Linked DNA regions of Mus musculus: region 1 is linked to region 2. Evidence: chromatin contacts called from public HiChIP or PLAC-seq data. All regions are on one chromosome and are shown on one strand. The core of a region is the stretch at or near the end of the contact, and the rest is flanking DNA. Distances in the headings are between cores, read along the strand shown. Region 1 has its middle 23 kb from the start of Rgcc. Region 2 overlaps Vwa8 (von Willebrand factor A domain containing 8).

Region 1 (5,642 bases), core at 1,439-3,938, 120 kb before region 2:
GCTGACCTGGTGTGAGGTCCAGGTCCTGTCTGTCCAACAAGAAAGCCCCTGAGAACAGGTCCCAGAAAACCCCATAGAAAGTGCTCATAGCTGTTCCCTGACTTCTATCTATGTTTATATGCATCGTTGGTTCAGGACCGTGGTTTCTGAAATGATGCAGTTGGGCGGTCAGTTCGTTATTTCTCCCACTAGAGGGCAGGCTTTCCAACTCAGTATTATTTACCTTATTTGTTTATTTCTTAAGAATGAGCATGTGTAGTCAGGTGGTGGTGGTGCATGCCTTTAATCCCAGCACTTGGGAGGCAGAGGCAGAAGTTTGAGGCCAGCCTGGTCTACAAAGTGAGTTCCAGGACAGCCAGGGCTATACAGAGAAACCCTGTCTGGAAAAACCAAAAAAGAAAAAAAAAGAACGAGCATGTGTGTCTGTGCGGCAGGTTGAGTTAGTTTTTGTCTTTGCTCTTTGGGAGCAGGTTCATCACCTCGGGTGTTTACCACGGATGCTTTTCCTCTTTGATGGTGCGTGGGTTCCTGATCCAGTAGGTTGCTGGTGGCTGCCCTCTGTAGAGATGAACAATTCCACGAAGCTTTTACTAAGTACAAGTCTGTTTACCTGACATTAAATGGCAGCGTGAGCATTTTGTGTGGGAAGACAGTGTTGATCTCAGGGTGAGAGGAATAGGGCTTGGCCTCAGGCAGGGTCCCACCCTCCTGGGCTTCTACTTCTTGTCAGCATATTTTCTAGGAAACAAGATTCTGTCATGTTTTCAAACTGGAAGGCTCATTTTGGTTACCTCACTGGTACCATCCCAGAATAAGTCATACAGGGTAAGACGGATTGGTTTGTTTCTTAACACTCAACCCAGAACACTCTGTCAACAAACATTTGTGTATTTTTCCCCTAACAAAGACCAGGTCCCTGATACTAGCTGGGTGTCTTATACTTCATGTCAATTCTGACTGTGTCTGCCTGAACTTAGTAACATCAGCTCCCACAGGTTAAGGGCTCCAGTCCCACAAGACGGCTGAAGTCTAGGTATTCAGTGCCTCTGACTGACTGGCTGGAAATCCTTGTGGTCCTCTCCTCCAGTTGGATCATTTGTTAGAACGGTCCTAGAGCTCAGGGAAGCATGCACTAACTTGTTTCTTTTCTTTTCTTTTCTTTTCTTTTCTTTTCTTTTCTTTTCTTTTCTTTTCTCTTCTCTTCTTTTCTTTTCTTTTCTTTTCTTTTCTTTTCTTTTCTTTTTGTTTTTTTGAGGCAGGGTTTCTCTGTATAGCCCTGGCTGTCCTGGAACTCACTTTGTAGACCAGGCTGGCCTGGAACTCAGAAATCCACCTGCCTCTGCCTCCCGAGTGCTGGGATTAAAGGCGTGCGCCACCACACCCGACTACTAACTTGTTTCTTATAGAATATTAGAAAGGATGCAGGTGTTCAGTCAGATGGGAAGAGGTGAGGGTGGAGACATCGCTTTCATGAGTTTGGGTGCTTCGCTCTGCTAACACTTCCAGAGGATTATGGGAACCTAGAAGGCCCTCAGCCTGGCTGTAATGGAGAATACATTAGGTATGGTAGACTGAAAATTGGCCAGGAGCAATCAAGCCTATATTTAGGCTCCTTGCAGATGGGATGGTCTGGGGTCAAAACCCGAGCCGTCTGACCCTGTCATTGGCTTTCTCTAACACCAGCCCCAATTTGAGGCTCTACAAGATCCTCAGTCACCAGTCACCTCATTAGGACTTGGTTCCAAAGCATCATCTGGGAGGTTTCAAGGTTTGTAGGTGCTGTGGACCAGAAAACACCACCAGGGCCAAAATTGTTGTCGACATTTCGCAGTTGACTTAATTAGGAGTAATTTTGTGTCATGCATTCATCCCATGTACAGAACACTGCCTGGTATGTAAATCCATTTGTTGAGTTGAAACATCCATTTGGCTCTTTCAAAGGTATTTCAGAGAATTCTATTTATTTGTTGCCTTCTATTCTTTTGGTTATCATACAAAGGCATGGGCTGGTTTCACTGTGACATTTTTGTACGTACGTATTTTTATTTTGTGTTGTTCTTTATCTCTCTTGCCTGCCTGCCCCCAACCATGTTCTGATTTCTTCCATATTATACTAATAAAAGGAGAAGTCCATCAAGAAGGTGTGATACTTGTAAATCTGTATATACCAAACATTGGGACTCCTGGGCTTATACTACAAACATTAGCCGAGCATAGTGGTGCATGCCTTTGATCCCAGCACGGGGGAAGGGGTGGGGGGTGGGGGTGGGGGAGGGGGCAGAAGGATCTCTGTTCTACATCAAGAGCTCCACAACTGCCAGTGCGACATAGAAAGACAATCTCAAAACAAGCTCATGGAAACTGGATACAACTTGGAAAATGTAAGCCAGGGCTTCGAGCCTTGCATATATATATATATATGTGTATATATATATATATATATATATATATACACATATATATATATAGTATTTGCAAATTCAGGAATGAACAAAAGAGAGAAAGAAAGAAAACTCAGACTCCTGTGTAGAAGCAAAGGTCCAGAGACACTGACTTTCTAGTCTGCTGTTTTCTCTCCCTATGGGTCCTCTGTAGTGTTCGAAGCACAAGGGACCTGCTGTTAGTTATTCCTTCATGCAGAATCTCCTACTTCTCACCAGTGTGTTGAGATCACAGACAAAGCCTACCTTTTCAGTACATAATGCCCAAGTCCAGCGGGAGGGTTCTGATTAGCAATGAGCTCAATACAAACACTGTGCTGTAGAGCCTTGGGCAGAATTCCAAGCTGTCTTGAGTTGAGCTTCAAGCATTGGAGACTGGAGGGGAGCAGAGGTGAGGAAAGTTGATCAGCTGGCAAGGTGGGAATAGTATTCTGGCGATTTGAAAGGTAAAACCTAAAGTTAAAGTTTCATTACTGCCCTAGCCACCTTCCCTCCAAGTCTGCCGGCTTTATACGCTGCTCCATCCATGTCCACGGGGAAACTAGGTCGGAACAGACAACTTCCCTCTCCAACTGTTCATTAAATCACAATGCTTAGTTCTTGTTCAGTGGACACTGCCCAACACTCCGAAAGCCTGCTGCTCCTTCTGCTGGCGCTTGGGGGTCCCAGGATGCAGCGCTTTTCTTGCTAGTGTCTACAACAGCTCCTTAAACCATTTTATTTCAGAGAGTCTGTGGCCTCTAGCATGTGTGTGTGTGTGTGTGTGTGTGTGTGTGTGTGTGTGTATGTTGGTGCATGCACACTCCATCTCCTGTCCACAGCAACTGTTTCATAATTATTCACCCTTAAATATATAATTAGAAATGTTGATGGGGAAAAAAAAGAGTAGAGGAGATGTGATTATACCTGGCTGAGTTGGGAGGAGATAGAAAGGGGGAGGTCAGAATAGGGGCTTGGAGCAGAAAAGGATGAAGTCCCAAGGCAGCAGGCCACAGCTTCCACTCCTCCCAAGCTGTCATGTGATGGTTTGGTCTGCCACTTCCCAAGATATGCTTGTTTATGTTAAGGGGGAGTACCAACAGGAATGGGGTAATATTTGCTGAAAGTCAATTGTGCGCATTTATTTTTAAAAGATTTATTTATTTTATGTGTACGAGTACACTGTAGCTGTCTTCAGATACACCAGAAGAGGGCATCAGATCTCACTACAGATGGTTGTGAGCCACCATGTGGTTGCTGGGAATTGAACTCAGGACCTCTGGGAGAGCAGTCAGTGCTGTCAACCCCTGAGCCATCTCTCCAGCCCCCAATTGTGAACATTTTTAATAAGGGAGAATTGTGTTTGATAAGGAGAATTTATTGGCTTTCTAGTATAAACACTCCAAACCCTGTCTTGAAAAAACCAAAAAACCAAAAACCAAAAACAACAACAACAAAAAGAATGCTAACTGGAAATGGCCTGGGATTTTGAAACCTCAAAGGCCCCCAGTGACACATGGAAACTTGGTGGCATACAAGCAGACATGCTGCTGGAGAAGGAGCTGAGAGTTCTGCATCTTTATAATGAAGGCAGCAAGGAGAGACTGTGTACCACACTAGGTGTAGCTTGAGCATAGGAGACCTCAAAGCCCACCCGTAGAGTGACACACTTCCTCCAACAAGGCCACACCTCCTAATAGTGCCACTCATTTTTAAAAAATCTTTCTCGTTTTTAGAAAAGATTTATTTCTTTATTTATTATATGTAAATACACTGTAGCTGTCTTCAGACACAGTGAAGAAGAGGGCATCAGATCTCACTATGGATGCTTGTGAGCCACCGTGTGGTTGTTGGGATTTGAACTCAGAAGCTTCGGAAGAGCAGTCAGTGCTCTTAACCACTGAGCCATCTCTCCAGCCCCAGTAGTGCCACTCTTATGGGTCAAGCATTCAAACACATGAGCCTCTGGGGTGACCATTCCTATTCAAACCCCCACAGGGACCACTGTTGTTCAAACCTCACATTAAGCAACTCCATTCCTAAAAAGATGAGATTCCAGCTCCACACAGTTGTTCACAACAGCACTACTTGTAACAACCAAAAGAAAAAGAAAAGTAATTTTCCCAACAGCGGCTGAGCAGCTCAGTAAGTTGTGCACATCTCTACAGTGGAGATGTTATCTGGCATTGAAAAGCTGAGGTGCTGGCACACGCTCCAGAATGGACGAACCTTGGGGACTCAAAGGAAAGAAGTGCCAACTTGTCTAACTCCAGGCTAGGAAATGTCCAGGAGAGACAACTCACAGAGATGGGGTCAACCGATGGCTTTTAAGAGCTGGGTGTGTGTGCATGCGGAAAGGATGGGGAGGAAATGTCGATGGAGTGGACTTTCTTCTACAGGCTTGAAGTTTTCCTAAAGATGGGGCCAGCAAGAGGGCTCAGCAGGTGAAGGTGCTTGTCACCAAGTGTGGTGGCCTTGAGTTGGATCCTTGGAACCCACATAGTTGAAGTAGAGAACTTACCCTTGCAAATTATTCCCTGAGGACCTCATGCATGCTGTGACATACACACACACACACACACACACACACAGAGAGAGAGAGAGAGAGAGAGAGAGAGAGAGAGAGAGCATCAAATGAGTGGGATTTCTGTGAGGTTTATCCAATACAGTGATTTAAGAAAGAGGAATGGAGCTGTAAAAGCTGTATATGTGCTTCATGAAGACAGTACAGAAATACCCCGCACACCAAGAAGGGAACTGGAGCCTGGCTCCTCGGGCAGCCTTCAGCACCTTTGGAAACAGTCTGTACTCATCCATGCCTGGGACATTCTCTGCTGTGGTACTCATAGCCACAAATACGCCAGTCCACTGTGGGCCTAGACCAGTCCATCTGTTTTAAGAAATATACGTGCAGAATATAGCCTGTGAAATATGAGGCAGAGATGCCAGTGGGTGCCAAAGAAATTCAAAATGCTCATCGGACCAGTGCCTGGAAGGAAAGAGGGCACTGTCATGAGGGAGTGTGTGAGGTGCTTCTCTCAAAGCTGACCCTGCCACACAGAGACAGTGCAGGCTAGCCATACATCTTCCATGATCACTCTGCTCAGAGCCCCTTGAAGAGTCAATACCGGTATCTTTTGGGGGTGGTCACAGTTTATTCCCTCAAAAACATCCTATTTTAAAAAAAATGGAGTCAGCATAAGACTTAGTGCATTAGGTTTC
Region 2 (5,848 bases), core at 233-2,732:
AGTGTATCTTATATTTTGAGCATAGTCTACCACCATTTTTTGTTTTGTTTCATTTATTGAACTTGTCTGCTGAAACTTGGTTTCTTGTTGAAACAGGGGTTTGATTCACAGCTCAGGGTGTCCTGGAATGACATTGCCAGAGCTGACCTTGAGTTCATGATTCTTCTGCCTAGGAGATCTTGGGCATCTGCCGTCATATTTGACTCACTAGAAAGTTTTTTGGAAGAGTCTGTAACCAGCCTCTACAAAACATGGTTTTATGAAAGTTTCTTAACAAAGATCAGATGCCTCCAAAAAAATTAACATCAGCTTAAAAAAATAGTTCCAGCCAGGCGGTGGTGGTATACACCTTTAATCCCAGCACTTGGGAGGCAGAGGCAGGTGGATTTCTGAGTTCGAGGCCAGCCTGGTCTACAAAGTGAGTTCCAGGACACCTAGGCTACACAGAGAAACCCTGTCTCAAAAAAAACAAAACAAAACAAAACAAAAAGTTCCTGGGCTGTGGAAGGGGCATACGGGGTGATATGCAAGCAAACAAGAGGACGTGTGTTTACCCTAGCACTCATGGAAAAAGCCAGATGTGGTGGCATACCCATATAAGCCCAGTGGTAGAGGTAGAGACTGGTGCTGACTGGCCAGAGTACAACTAATCTGTGAGCACGGGTTCCAGTAAGAGTCCCTGTTTCAAAAACTAAAGAAGGGAGCAATGAAAGAAGACATGTGCCATTGACTCTCTGACCTATAACCCTCCCCGAGGCCTGCACATACACACGGACACCCCTCATGCATGCCATCATAGTGAACTTTTCCTCTCCTTTTCTCTTCTGTGCTCAGTCAGCTACCTCCTTCCCAGCATCAGCACCCTCCGGATACTTAAAAATGTAGAGTTATAATGTCTTTTCCCCCTCCTGAAACCATTCTGGTTCTTCTCCATGACAATCGAATGTGTCCTGGAGGACGTGAGTCATAAGGCGGCCTGTGCCTTTCAAGATTCTCTCTGCTTCTGCTCTGCCATGCTGTCCTGGGGCTATCATCTTTGCTGCTCTGCCATGCTGTCCTGGGGCTATCATCTTTGCTGCTCTGCCATGCTGTCCTGGGGCTATCATCTTTCCTGGGATCTCCTCTCAGAGTGGACTGAAAACCCCTGGAACCATAAGTCCAGATATACCTTCCCTCTCCTAAACTGTTTCTGTCTGGTATTTGGCCACCATGACACAAGAATAACAAACACAGCCCCTTCTGTCCTCACCCCAACCACAGTTCCTCTGCCTCGGGGGCTTTCAAATTCACCCCAGCTGTTGTTTGGGGAGAGCGTGTGGACAAAAGGACTCCAAGCAAGCCGTGATGATGGATGGCCATGCAGGGGGATCTGTATTATGACGGAGCATCCTTTCTCACTGAGATACGCCATTCTGAGGATAGACTTCAGACGCGGAGGCACAGAGCCAGGCCAGCTGTGTGGAGCTGTACTCCAGCCAAGCAACTGAATGTCTGCTTTCAGGCGGCCCGAGGAGCTGTTACAGTCCTCTGCCTCTGCCGCCCAGGGCCTGCCCTTCTCCTCCAGTGTCTAAGAAAGGTCACAGGGAGAAAGATTCTTTAGTGCTAGTGTTCCACATGTGGTTCCAAACCTTTGTTCGAGAGCCTGTAATGAATGTGCTTGCTTATACCCGTCAGCCTTGAATGGAGTTGTTCAAACCTCTGAGAACACTAAAGGAAATCCACCCGAGAGGGACCCCTTCTTCAATTTATCAACCTTGTGTGTACATCAACCGACCTTCTTGTCTTCTTCACTTACCATCTTCTCTTTGTGTGTGTGAGTATGTGTGCGTGTGTGGGTGTACGTGAGTGTACGTGTGCATGCATGCGTGTATGTGGATGTGTATGTGAATGTGTGTGCATGTGTGTGTGCATGTATGTATGTGTGTGCGTGCATGAACATGCCCATATGCATGCATGTGTGTATGTGTGCATGTATGTGCATTTCTGGGCTCTGAGCTCCCTGGCCTGGATGCAGTTTCTTCGGTTTCCTCAGGAGCGAGAGTCTCCCACAGGCCGCGCTAAGACCAAGGCTGTCCAATCAATCAGGCTAGTTCCAGCTTCGCCTTGTAGTTTCTGTCAGGATGGCGCAGAGGTGATCACTGTTTTCTTCTTCCTAGGGCCCAGTTTCATGTGGGCTATGCAACTTCTACACAAGGACTCGGACCAACCAGTCTTGGTGAGATTCACTGTTTCTGGAGTTCCCACCGTAGAAGTGTTACTAGTGTAGAATAAGGGAACTGACAGCGTCATTAAATCAGTGTCTGCATTTATGAATATAAACATCCCAGCACGAGGAAGTCCAGTTTTAATATCCTCTGAGTAAATACACCTCTTTTTCCTTAAGTCTGAAAGGCTTCACGTATGGCCTGGTACCATGAGACCAACTACAGGGAGGATCCTGTCAGGTTCATGCGGCCATCTTGAGACCTACATGAAGTGCATACCTGCTCCATGAGGCTTAGAGCCATTGTTCCCTTTCAGTTCCGGGTCATGCCAGCTACTATTACTACCGCTTCATCTGGGTTTGATATCAATAAGTCCTTACATGCTGAGACTCCTCTGTGGCCACACCACTGTCTTCAGAGGCCAAATTTATCCTCATATACACTAACTACTCCGAAGCCTGTGGTGTCTGGTGCCTGTGGGCCACAGGGGAGGGACAACCTTACAAAGTGGCTCACATCCCTTGACAGGATTTCTTGAAGCAGAGCATGGTGTTCTCACCACCCTCCGTGATCCGAGCCACTTTAAGAGTGCTGTATTTTGCTCTGAGTGGCCCAAATACCACAAACACTCCTCAAGTTCAAAGTTACACATGACCCTGGCACTCCAGAGGTCAGCGCATGCTGCGCATGTCTGCGTTTGAAGGTTGACGCCTCAGACAGTGCTCAGACTGCACCTCCATCTGAGATGGTAGGCAAGCACACCCCTCTGGAGCAGGCTGAGTTTGCAGAGCTCAACATGCATACATGTTGAGCGCTTGGCATTGTTCAGCTAGGGTGAGCTCTTGCATGTACAGTAGCTTTTCAATCCTTGATCTTTTTGACTCGTCTGCACTTTTACTGTTCAAAGCTGGAAACAACAGGCAGAACCCTCATCTGTTGAGCGAAAGATCCTTCTTGTGTCATATTGATGATGCTCATGTAAGGAAATATTCACATTCAGTCAGCAACAGTGTGGTTGATAGAGGCGCCAAGGTCCTGTGTGCTGGGAGACAGGCTACCATGTGCTAAATATGCTCGTAGGTTACACCGAAGTGGCATGGCTATTACAAGAAACCAGAACAAGCCACAGGAACACAGAACTGTAGTTTTAGTATTTTTTTTCTTCAAACATCTTAAGGCATTGGCTTAGTTCAAATGAGACCCAGAAGACTGGCTCAAGTTTGCCAGGTAGTTAATGGGACTCAGGATCTAAAACCTCTCTACAGACTAGTGTTCTAACTAGAGTTATAAATTCTCCCCACTACCAGTAGAAAATTGGAATTTTAGTCGTGCCGCCAGAGCAAATGTTAGCAGCTCAAGGCAGCAGGTAAGATCTTTACTACACATCCCTGTTCATTTAAGTGTTTTTCTGCTCTATATATTATTGGGTGGATTTTGAAGTTGACTGCGGCCCTCCAGAGATGCGGTTTCAGAACAGGTTGCTCATGTAAGGGGAGACTGGCTTAGAGGTTGGGGGATTTCTCTTCTACTGCCTTTGTTGGAAGCAAATACAGATGGAGGATAAAGCAACCATTTTCTGTTTCCCTCTCTCTGCATCTCTGTGCTGGGTCCACTGAGGAATTTCAAGTTGGCTGACCTGGCCGGCCCAGGAGGGAGCCAGGTGCAGGGAGGGTGGACTTTGGTGCTGGCCTTTGGGGACCTCTGATTAGGCTGTGCTCAGAAACCCAGTGAAACCCAGTAATGGGCCTTCAAAGCCTCAGGGTCCGTTTAGAGAAAAATCCTTCAGGCACTGAGGAATTTCTCCTCCTCAGTGGGTTCCCAAGAAAGGGGGTAAAGAATTAAGTGATTCATTCCAGACATCTGACACTCCTTCAAATCCTCCCGCTCTGAGCCACTCTGTGGCTGCGCTCAAGCCGCCCCATCTGCAATGAGGTCATCTTATTGGGGGCACAAAGGATTCCAGGGGGAACATACATCACATACTGCGGCTATTCACAGTGCTCGTTCCTCCTGGCTGCTCACGACTAACAATGAACCTTCTCAGCATTTCATTTGCTTGCAAGAGAGACTCGGGTTAGATGTCTTTCAGTGCACACCCCACGGGCACACAGTGCGGTTATTATTATGTCCTGGCGCTAATGAGAGCCTGGGAACAGCTCACAGTGGCCTAAAATTAAGTTCATTTAATAATAAACACATCACTTTGTAGGTAGCGTAAGAAGTTAAAAAAAAAAAAAAAAAAAAAAAAAAGCCGTGTTCCCCTCCCTCACCATCTTCCCCTTTACAAATAAGAAAACACAGAAGTCTATTTTCTCTTTCAGATAACAATTGCAAAGGATGTCTGGCGACCAGGAAAGGGAAACTTAATTACTGGGAAACATTCCTTCCATGTTTAAAAAGAATGGCTCTGCATACTCAGGTTGTTGTGTGGAGAGCCTGCTTCTTGAGCTACTTGTGACTGCTATTTCCAAAGGCTGCCAGGGGCAGTGTCCTTGGGGCTAAGCTGCCCCTTGATGGGTGTTTCCTCAGTTCACTGCTGTACCCAGGAAGAAGGGTGCCGTTTTAAGATTCTTCTCAGAAGTGTCCCATGCCTTAGCCCCCATACCTCTGAGTGCCTGAAAGCACACAGATAGAATTTGTGGGGACAAGAGAGGAAGGCAAAGACAGTTTGCAAGAAGAGGAGAAGAAAGGAAGAAGGCATGGGAGCCCTCCATGAACCCAGGGAGCAGCAACATGCAGTGTGGGTGAGGGGGCTCCTGCCAGTGCTTGCAAGCCGAGCTAGGGGCCTCCAACCTTGCCTGCCTGCCTGGGACTGGATAGCTCTGAGGCTCGAGCCATCCATGTCTTCATTTGTGAAGTCATACTCAGAATTCAGAGAATGATCAAGAGTCTGTGGTCTGGAATCTTGCAAAAGCAATGAGTTTTCTGTGTTTAAGCACTTTATCAGTAAAAAGTGCCCCTCTTGCTGGGCAGTGGTGGCACACGCCTTTAATCCCAGCACTTGGGAGGCAGAGGCAGGCCGATTTCTGAGTTCGAGGCCAGCCTGGTCTACAAAGTGAGTTCCAGGAAAGCTGGGGCTACACAGAGAAACCCTGTCTCGAAAACCAAAAACCAAAAATCAAACAAACAAAAAGTGCCCCTCTTAGAATGAGAACAGAACCATTTAGCAAGTTCCTGCAGGGCAGTGAATCACCAGGGAATGCGAGTGGTGGGAATTAGTCACGTGATTACATTTGGAAAGCACTTACTGAGTTGGAATTTTGTGCATTTTGGGATAATTGAGCACCTGGAACAAGCAGGTGACTAGAAATACAAACCACACACACATACTCATTGGGTGGTGACACCATACTGGGAAGCGACTGCTTTTATTTGACAGCGGATGAGCAGGAGATGGGGTGTTAGAAGAGATGGGGAACCTTTTTTCTCTGTCCTACAATCAAATGAAATGAATTTACGGGCCTGTACGATGACACTGTACCTGGCTAGGGTAACATAACACAAGGTGAGTTTTCCAGCTTACACTAGGTAAACACGCACATAATGGGGCCTCAGCACTGAATTCATGTCAGAGCAGCGTTTCATCACGTGCTCGAGCGACGGTTCTGTTGGATTGTGTGATTTTAAAGACTTTGAAAGACAAG

The links. HiChIP or PLAC-seq counts read pairs in DNA pulled down with a chosen protein or histone mark.
Region 1: a contact with region 2 is called in an H3K27ac HiChIP or PLAC-seq map of stem cell-derived neural progenitor cells, with 2.2 times the contacts expected there. The contact joins two enhancer-like sites. A contact is called at or near these places in 1 of 15 datasets of contacts at CTCF or cohesin (embryonic stem cells), 3 of 484 Hi-C or Micro-C datasets (beige adipocytes and embryonic stem cells), 6 of 115 datasets of contacts at active chromatin or transcription factors (acute myeloid leukemia, astrocytes, large pre-B cells and 2 more) and 1 of 9 other capture datasets (embryonic stem cells).

What each region holds. Positions count from the first base shown.
Region 1 is chr14:79,321,762-79,327,403 of GRCm38.p6, reverse strand. No RefSeq gene overlaps it. Among named protein-coding and RNA genes, the nearest start is that of Rgcc, 23 kb to the right of the region's middle. Within about 2 kb of position 2,688, at least 6 of the 459 cell types and tissues checked have an H3K27ac peak or open chromatin away from gene starts, as enhancers often do. A contact at or near this core is called in stem cell-derived neural progenitor cells, where this site is marked.
Region 2 is chr14:79,202,000-79,207,847 of GRCm38.p6, reverse strand. It overlaps Vwa8 (von Willebrand factor A domain containing 8), which reads right to left. Exons shown (of 45, transcript NM_027906.1): 45 at 5,538-5,848. Among named protein-coding and RNA genes, the nearest start is that of Gm4632, 5.7 kb to the right of the region's middle. Within about 2 kb of position 1,482, at least 59 of the 459 cell types and tissues checked have an H3K27ac peak or open chromatin away from gene starts, as enhancers often do. A contact at or near this core is called in stem cell-derived neural progenitor cells, where this site is marked.